2 separate regions of the Gossypium hirsutum genome follow, and region 2 is linked to region 1. A link is a contact called in public Hi-C data. All regions are on one chromosome and are shown on one strand. The core of a region is the stretch at or near the end of the contact, and the rest is flanking DNA. Distances in the headings are between cores, read along the strand shown.

Region 1 (5,069 bases), core at 1,188-3,687:
AAACATTTAATGGTTGGCCATTTATGTCAAATTCCACTAATCATGGTCTAATTAAATCATAAGGACCTCACATTTAATAAACCATATCAATTAGACACCTTTATCATATAGAATGCAACTTTTTGCATTTTACGCGATTTAGTCTTTTTTTCTCAAATTGAGCTATTAAACGATAAAATTAACTAACGAAATTTTCACACATATATAGTCACATGCTGTAAACACATAAAATAATATTAAAATAATTTTTTGACCTCAGATTTGTGGTTCCAAAACCACTATTCTGATTTAGCTAAAATCGGGCTGTTACATACACCATTTTTCCAAGCATATACAATAGCTACAAGAGCTATTCGTGGATGAACCTCCTCCTACTAATGAGCTTAAGAGAAGAAAGCTTAAAAAGGTTGTTGAAGAAGAATTTAAGGAAGAGTAGGAGGAGGATGAGTAACCTTTTTCACTTAGTGTTTGAACATTCTTACCTTTCATTTTATATTGTCTTTCCTAGTAGATTAGTTAGTACTTTTATTTCTTTTTAGTTATTTTCTTTAGGTTGCATTTGTTTCACTGAAAATAGATCAATTTTCTAGAAAGTTTGATATTTTCTGGTGTTTGGACAATTCTAGGCAAAATATTTTTCGTTGTTTGACAAATTTTCTTGAAATCATTTTCTAAAAGTTGTTCTTAGTATAACAAACAAAACATAAATATATGTGTTAAAAAATATTCTAGTAGCATTTTCTTATGACAATCAAAATTTATGTTGTAATAAGAATAATTTTTATAATAATTAATATCATATATAAACTTAATAATCAACAATGCCTAATTAAAACTTAATTTAAACTACATATATTACATATATGAGAGTGGGTAGTGATTCATTAGAGTTGAAAGGAATAAATGAAGCTAATCCTAATTTAAACAAATACAAATATTTATATAATTTAAATATTCATATTTTATACATTAAAAAATTAATATTAAATATTTATAAATTGTAATATATTTATTAATATAAGTATTTTTCAATAATATATTAAGAATATTATTTAAATTTTAAAATTATTATTGTTAAAATTTATTAAAATAAAATTGTAATATTAAATAATTTGTTAAAATTATAAATTAGATTATTAATTTATTATATTATTGAATGCATGTTTAATAATATTGAACATTATAATATTTTATATTAATATTTTTAAACAATTTTCAAAGTAAAAATAAAAATAATATATTTCAAAGAAAATTATTATAAGAATATCATGCATGATTCAAGTTAATTTTTATACAAAATTAAAATTACATGTAAAAGGGCTCTTTTTTAGAAAATGGCTTATACTTTTCAAAAAGATAAATCAATTTACAAGAAAAAAGGGCTTATTTTTGTTGACTTATAATCATTTACTATTAACCAAGTTATTTTCTATGAAACAAATATAAAAATATATATAAAATATTTCCCGTAAATCATTTCCCATTAAACAAACACCTCCTTAATGTTTGTTTCGTGTATGTGTATCTATGACCTTTTTCAAATTGGAGAGAAAAATGTTGAGAAAGGAAAATGTGGAGTTAAAAATATGAGTGCTCGTCTAGGAAAATGAGAATGGTATCTTTTGAAATCGATTTATCCTAAGAATATATATATATATAAGAAATACAGTGGAAACCAAAAAATGCTATAAAATGTATGAAATAGCTCAAGTCTAAACCATTTTGCTTGTCATCTTTCTAATGGGGTGACATGGATCAAGCACACAAGAACCAGACAACTCAACTATTCAAACACTTTCTAATATTTTGAATTGCGCGTAATTCATCATCTCATTTTTAGCATTATCTCATCAATTCAATTCATTACTTTATATGAAAGTCCTTAGTGCTAGAAGCAATGTTGGAGAAATGGTAGTAGCAAGTGTCTCAACTTTTAGAAGAAGACGTCGCGACATTTGCCATTGACTTCTAATGCTCAAATGTGTGCCAAGGAGATACAGTGTTGCAAAATAGTGGAGTAAGTCACAATGATGAACCAATATTGTCGCGATTTGCGGTTTACTTAAAAGGTCAATGGAGGAAAGGGTGGACAAAAAAGATTTCTTTAATATTTTTAGGGTTTTGTATCAATTTTCTTTTTAGATTCTATTGTAAATACTTAGTTTAATTAGATTTCTAGTAGCTTTGTGTTGTATTTTCTTATATACCAATCACAATTGGACTTAGAGAGCAAGTGTAGGAAGATTGTACCTTGGGCAAAACTTCAATTTGAGATCACCATTATTAACCATTTTTAAACTCAAATCTTTTAATTTCCTGCGCTTAGTTGATGATGTTGATACGATGGACCTATTTGTAATGGTTGTATTAGAAAGGATTAAGAAGGAGCGGAAATAGCAGATAATGAGTAATGTGACATATCGACAAATGCAATGAGCCTAATAAACATATGCCCATTTTACAACAATGGTTAGGCCCTTTCCTGATTATTATCAATGGGCTTAACTCCTTAATAAGACAATATTCATTGACCTTTCCCACCCTTCTCTCTCCGTACCCACAATCGATTTTGCCGCCGGGGAAACAAACGTTTCGACTCGGAGAGGGAGAGATGGTAATGTCACCGGTGGTTAACACGTACCCTTTGTCCAGCTACACCTTTGGTACCAAAGAGCCGAAGATGGAGAAGGACACGTCCGTCGCCGATCGCCTTGCTCGCATGAAAGTCAAGTAATTCATTTTTTCACTTTCTTCATTTTATTCTTTGTATAATTTCATATTTTTTCAGGATTTTTAAAAACCCTAGATAAACCCCAATTTCCCTTTTGGCTCCTGAGAATGCTGACTTGAAGTTGGCTTTTCATGTGCTTAGGGTTCCTTTGTACTATTCTGTTTCAGAAATATGGAAAAGAAAATGAGGAAAAAAGGGCTAATTTTGAATTGCTTTGTGTTGGACTGTTCGAATTAGTTGAGTCGGTGGTCTTCGAAACCCTAGCTGCTTCTCGTTTCTTAGATCATGTTGGGATCTGGGGGCAATATGTAGTTCAAAACCTATTTACTGGTAGAAACCTTATAACATTTGAACTGAGATTTTGATTTTGTTTCTCGTATTTTAGACGATGTAAAAGTATTGACTTGGTTTTTGGGTAAGCAAAAGCAAGAAAACCCTTTTTCAAAAAAGAAAACAGGTGCCAATTACTTGAAGAATTTATCGTGGATGTCATTAGATTACTTACAGATTGGCATGTTGAAACTTTCCTTTATGAGCTTAAGTTAGTAATCGATTTTTTTTATTGGAGTTGCAGTTACATGAAAGAGGGCATGAGAACTAGCGTTGAATTTATTGGTATGTAACTGTACCTCTGTTTAGCCATTACATCATAATAACCAACAAGATTTAACCTTATAATGTTTATGCTTCTCTCTCTTTTGCAAATATGAGTGGTAATGGTTTTCACTCCTACTTTTCTATACACAGTAGTTAGCCCGTACATGTGTTTACATATGGCCATGATAGTCAACCTGGAAGAAATTTACAACTATGTCTTATGTGTATAAAGAGGAATTACATCCTAATACATGAAAGGCCCCTTTTTTATGGAATTTATATGTATATTTTAATTATCATTGTCTATGATAATATCTAAAGGAATTAGCATTCTCTTTGGCATTATGAGTTTATCTTGTACTTCTGCTGAACTTACTACTTACCATAATTTTTGTGTGGTTTACAAAAAGTTGGCTTCTAATTATGACCATTTTAATGTTTTTTTTTCCCTTCGATTGCTTATACTACCTTCTCATGCAGGTCCAAGAACATAATCATCCTCACATTCTTCTTCTGCAAATTGGGAACACATTCTGCAAACTTCCTGGTGGACGACTGAAGCCTGGAGAGAATGGTATCATCTTTTAACTATTTTCATTTTATGTTGTTCTCCTTACATCGTTTCTGCTGTGCTATTTTGGAGATTCTGTGTCCTTTGTAATACCTATGCTCTTATGTTTGTTTGGCTTCAGAGATTGAGGGTTTGAAAAGGAAGCTGACCAGCAAGCTTGGAGCTAATTCACCTGCTCTTGTGCCAGACTGGCAGGTACAGATTTTTGTAACTATCTTACTAAGATGACTAGTCATGTTTTCCTAACAATTTCCGTTGATCATTGTAATGCTGTAGCTTGGAAACATTTTCTTTAATTCACATTTCTCTCTCTTCCTTGTTATCTTGTTTCAGATTGGTGAGTGCGTGGCCATCTGGTGGAGGCCCAACTTTGAGACCATAATGTATCCATATTGTCCTCCCCACATCACAAAACCTAAGGTATCGTGTAGATGTTGTTGATCTTTTAGTTACTTGATGTTTCTATTTATGACCTATCCTGTCCTTTCTCAATCTCTGTTATTGATATGATTGCAGGAATGCAAGAAGCTTTTCCTTGTCCATTTGTCTGAGAAAGAGTACTTTGCAGTACCAAAAAATTTGAAACTTCTTGCTGTACCATTGTTTGAGCTTTATGACAATGTTCAGGTAGGCAGCAACCTAATTTTAGTCCATTCTTCAACGGATTTAAGTTTTTAATGTTGTATTAATGAAAATGCGTCTTGATTACAAGATTTCAAAAGTATAGTAAAGGGTAAATGGAAATAAAGAATGGCTGTGTGGCAAATTGCCCGTGGTAGATCATACTATTCATCTGTTTCTTCTCTAAAATTATGTCTGCTTCTAACTGCTACCTTGGTTAACTCTGTCACTTAAATTTCCTCGTTGCTTTTGTCTGAATTTCTACTGCAAGTTGATGAAATGATAAAACGGGTTGTTTTGCTGCTTGTATTCTTTCTAACAAACAGAAGTTAAATGTTGAACAGAGATACGGACCTGTAATATCAACCATTCCGCAGCAGCTCTCTAGATTCCAGTTCAACATGATTACTACATAACTGTGGCGTGGATGTGAAGAGGGAACCTTATCCTTACCTCCTGAGAGAACTTGTAAGGCTGTAGGGTGATGGTATTGAATGAGAGATTTTTTTGTGTTCCTTGGGGGGTACCTAAGTTGATTTGTGCGCGACA
Region 2 (5,069 bases), core at 1,248-3,747, 670 kb before region 1:
AAATAAAATTACACAAGCACCATTTCCTAAATTTCTCACACAAAAATATAGGCTAATACAAGAGGTAAATCACTATGCAAGTGAAAATACCATCATCATCAATCATGGGGTGGTACGGCGTCTTGGGTTCAGTTATTTTCTGCCTTACGGGTTTATTTGCTTCAATTTCCCCCAGATTTTCCTCATTCCATCTTACACGCCTACTGTTTCCCCAAGAAAGAATTATTATTAGATCCAAAACACAACTAAGAATATTATAACTACAAAAACTTACAATTCTTGTTACAGTAGCTAACTATATCAAAACAAGATAGAAGCATAAAAACGAACAACTATGATCAAAATGGGAACATCCTTCTTAAAATCAGCTAGTTCTCGACTACTTGAATCAGAAACTAGATTTGCACTCCAGGCATAGCCTAATCAAGGCAAAGATATGAGGCTGATTTCTAGATAAGTATACTGTATCCTTCCTCATTAAAGTGTTACATCTAAATTATAGACTTGGCATAACTTATATATGACTAAAATTGGCAATTTTTCACCTATTTTTGCTGGTGGAATGGGCTCACCTACAGTTATATCAAGCCATGCATTCATATGTTAAAAGAGTCATTTCTAAAATGAAGAAACACCTTATGAATATTGCATAATTAGAACAATCCATTCTCTTTTAAAACGGACAATCTGCATGGTTAGTATATTTAAAAAAAAAAAGCCACATGTAGAACTAGTCAGCTGGAACCTAAATAGGGAGAAAACAAGCTAAAAGTTGAAGCAGAAGTTAGATTTCTATTTGGCTCAAAAGTTCCAGTGTCCAGAAATGCAAGAAGCTTCAAATATAGTAATATCTTGTTATATGCTATAAAGAATAAAGATAGAAGCAATTTTGAATACGATAAAGTTAACCATAAATCATCTCATCCCATCTGCTTCCAAACGAGCCAAAAGGAAACCAAATAAAAGAACAAGGAAGATATTCTGAATTACTTCATCTGGAAAATTCCGGTGTGCCGACAGCAAGCTTCAAGTAGTCCTGATCCAATGAAACATTATCGTAATCACTTAGCTACACTTTTAACATAAAAAAATGAAACACTAAACTATTCTGCAGATAATGCAGAGTGAAATTACTAATTCATGCTAAAATCAGGCTTGTGCTGGCTTTTACTTTATATTAAACATAAGAGTGTCAAAAAAAGAATCAAACTGGAAAGAGTTCAAAGGCAAACAGTCTTCTGAGTTGATAACAATACAAATTCAGAAATTAGGTACCAGAAAAGAAAAGAAGTTACAACACCAAATGTGGCAAAAGCTTAACTACTCACACTCCAGAGAACCATGTCAAACATAAAAACAGAAAATGCCAGTAGTGGCCATGAGAGGAAAACAGAATTATCCTAAATAAACTAATCCTCAAGGGCAACTTCATCAAGACAAAACCTGGCAGCAAAATCTCACTATTCTAGGGCTACATCCACAAGCAAATCAGTAGCCATGTTGAGTCACAGAGATTCTCAATTCCCAAATGTAAACACTAATACGTTCAAAGATTTGTGGTTTACCACTCTTAAGATCCAAAACATATATATATATATAAATATAAAGCAAGGACAAAAAGAATTAATGTACACTCAAAATGGATGATGCCTAAAACAGTTAACTGGTGCATGAATCAGGGGCACAAGAAAATGAAACCGAAAGTGATTGCATAGGTTACACAACTACTTAACCAGAAATCCCTAAATATATAAATATAAGAAATTATAGTAAAAAATTACAACTACATGCAAGTAATTAAACCTAGAATCAAAAGAACCAAGAAGCAAAAGGCACATAAAAAATAATCAAATGAATGAAGTATATAGCTAATTCAGTCCAAGGATCAGGCTATCAAGCTCAGTTCAGATGGATGCTGAGAAAATGGATAATATAAACAAGAAAAGTTAAAACGGCAAAATAAACTCCAATAACCATTAACAATCAGAGAAATATTTCCATCAATTTAAAATTTCACCGAAGGAATTTCAAATTCACAGAGAAAAGAAAACGAAAAAGCAATTGGAGAGAGAAATTTGTACCTTCCGATCGCTCCTGTTGATTTTGAATACCAAAAAATTTCCATTTTGGGGGATTTTAAGTATTTTATATTACTTATTTCTTTTACCAATTCTGCCCTTTCATTAATTTCAATTACCGGTTGAATCCGAATGCAATTGGGCTATCTCCACCTTTGACTCCGTTGACTTTTCCGTTGAGTCATAAGTATGAGTGTAGATCTTGGCACGCAAGTCCTTAGCAGCCCAAAGGCAACGCTGAAAACTTAATGTTGACTTGCGGAGCTGCGAAATCCAAAACAAAAACATTCTATTACTAATTTCATATTTCCACATTTGGCACTCTAACAACTATATATTTTGATTTTAAAATTATGAAATTAACATTCTTATTCAATAAATATCTTACACATTACAAAATAATATTATTTATCACCTTTAAATTTGCAAGAAGAAATCATGGATAATAAGGAATATAATTTAAATATTTTAATGAGGAAGAAAATCAAAAAATAATATATGGCAAGTAATAAATATATGGCCCCGGGGGGGGGGTTTGAGATATTTTCAGAGCAGGTCTTTCAACTAACAAATAATTTAACTCTAATTTGTTTTAAATATTTTCAATTAAGTCTAAAGTTTGTCTTCTCAATTTATCATTTAATTTTTGTAAAGCTCATAGTAAATTGATCCAATTCCAACGCATTACTAAGATTATAATTAGTATAAAATTTTACTTATAATCATTTTTAAAATATGCAAACCTTTATTTTTCATTGGAATACTTTTTAAAGCTTATAATTGGTATAAAAATTAATTTTTAGACTAATTAATTTTAAAAAAAATTATTAACTAATAAAAATTATAAATTTTATAATAAATTATTTATACAGTTAATTAAAATTTAAACAGTATCTATTCAATTTTAAATTTTTTATAGTGTACAATATAATTATTTTTATGATATTAAAAATATAGTATTTAAATAGTTTACACTAGACAATATTTAATATATTATTCAAAAACATTATTTCATGTTATTTGTAAAAATATACAAAATTTTTAAATAAATTTCACAAATAAATATTTTTTAATTTATACATACAACTAATCCATGCATCACACGACATAAAAAAAAACTAATATATTGTCATGCCCTAGGAAATAGGGGTTAACAGAAATAATTAGACAAAAAAATAAGGCATAGGTTGAATGATTAAGGGATAGTGCATTCATCTTAGAAGTCCTAGGTTTAAACCCCATTCCTTCTATTTCTCTTCCTTTTATTTTAGCAGCTTAGGATAAAAACCTCACTAAAATAAGTACTGTTGGGGGTAAAAATTGAACAAAAGATAGGCTTAAGCTTAATGGTTAGCACGCTAGAACCTCATTGGAGGTCTTAGTAACCACTATAGTATCGTGACTGAGCTCTCCCCAACGACATACCATTACGAAAGTAACTACACAGTGCTCATCCATTGACCTTGTCATAAGTGTGCTACATTCATAGGATTTCCTTGATCTCTTTAGGATAATATCCCTTCTCCTAATATGATCCTATTTTGTCTCATTGTAACCATTACATATTCTTTCATGAAAAGTCAATCACTATCAAATCGTGATCAAGTCATCCATCATAAAGACGGACGATCTGTGGCCACATTTACTTTAAATCTATAACACCCCTTGCCCATATCTAATGCCGGGACAGGGTTCGAGGCGTTACCGGACTTAAACATAAACATTCATATAAAACCGGACCATAAAATTTGGACAAAATCAAATTTATCCATTCACATGCATATCGTCCCTTATATGAGCCCACGAGGCCCAAAACATACGTTGGGAGTGGTTCGAGACTAAACCGAAAACTTTTGGAACTTTTACTATACTTAGAAAATTTTCATACTTTGGAGAGTCACACGCTTGTGTGGCTTAGGACACGCCCGTGTCCTCAGCCCGTGTAACTCTTTGGTTATGATGTCATGCACAATTTGGGGTCAGACGGCCAAGTCACACGCCCGTGTCTCGAGGCTGTGTCCTTCATAAGGTTGAGACACACGGCTGTGTCTCTGCCCATTTGGCCAAGGAAATGACAATTTACCGAGCCATTTGCCACCCTCATTTGCACTCACAATACACACTTTCAATGGAACTTAACATGGCACAATGAAGCTACCAACACAACCATAATCAAGGCTTAAACATATCAAAACAATTATTTACTGTTCATAACAAAACTATCCACTTGAGTCATAGTCACTAAATTATTTATATCTTAAACTACAGAACTATAAATTAAGATCCGCTTGATTTTTCGAAACTAGACTCAAATATCTTTCTACCATAAAATTTTCAGAATTTATTGTTTAGCCAATAAGTACAGTTAATTCTTCAAATTCGTCTCTATTCTGCTATTTGATAGTTTCAATCTTTCTTCACTAAAAATCAATTATCTCTTAGTACAGGATTCAGATGATATTCTCATTTGTTTCTATTGAAAATAGACTCATTAAAAATTTAAACATATAAATTTGAATCCCCAAGTATTTTTATAAAATTTTTAATGATTTTCCAAATTCAGAACAAGGGAACCCAAAATCATTCTGACCTTGTCTCATAAAAATTCAAATATCTCACAAAATGAAATTCTTTTTCTTACACCGTTTCTTCTATGTAAAACTAAACTCAATAAGCTTTAATTTTATATTTTATTCAACCTTGATTCGATTTTCACAATTTTTGGTGATTTTTCAAAGTTGTACTATTGCTGTTGTCCAAAATTGTTTTAATGCTAATTTTACTCTTTCATGATTCCCTTGTACTAACTTTCATTAACATACCATTATAAACCACATCAGACAATGACATTGGCATAGGCATATGAGTAATTAATATGCTTGCAACTCATTAGCCAATATAAGCCAATTTATATGGCTACATACCAAATCAAATCCTTATTCATTAGAAGCTAATACATTTGGCCATATCATAATGACACATACACAAAAT

Evidence for each region. Hi-C and Micro-C count contacts between places; a contact is called where the count stands out from the background.
Region 2: a Hi-C map of leaf shows a contact between it and region 1, with 2.8 times the contacts expected there. The contact joins the promoter of LOC107919833 here to the promoter of LOC107922941 in region 1. A contact is called at or near these places in 8 of 34 Hi-C or Micro-C datasets (callus, leaf and petal).

The regions. Positions count from the first base shown.
Region 1 is chrA08:63,849,621-63,854,689 of Gossypium_hirsutum_v2.1, reverse strand. LOC107922941 (pre-mRNA cleavage factor Im 25 kDa subunit 2) reads left to right here and starts at 2,437. Exons shown (of 7, transcript XM_041074466.1): 1 at 2,437-2,730; 2 at 3,306-3,342; 3 at 3,797-3,902; 4 at 4,021-4,094; 5 at 4,233-4,319; 6 at 4,416-4,526; 7 at 4,865-5,069. The coding sequence starts at 2,450. The coding sequence ends at 4,936.
Region 2 is chrA08:64,520,623-64,525,691 of Gossypium_hirsutum_v2.1, reverse strand. It overlaps LOC107919833 (protein phosphatase inhibitor 2), which reads right to left and starts at 2,497. Exons shown (of 5, transcript XM_016849324.2): 1 at 2,082-2,497; 2 at 991-1,036; 3 at 91-203. The coding sequence starts at 995.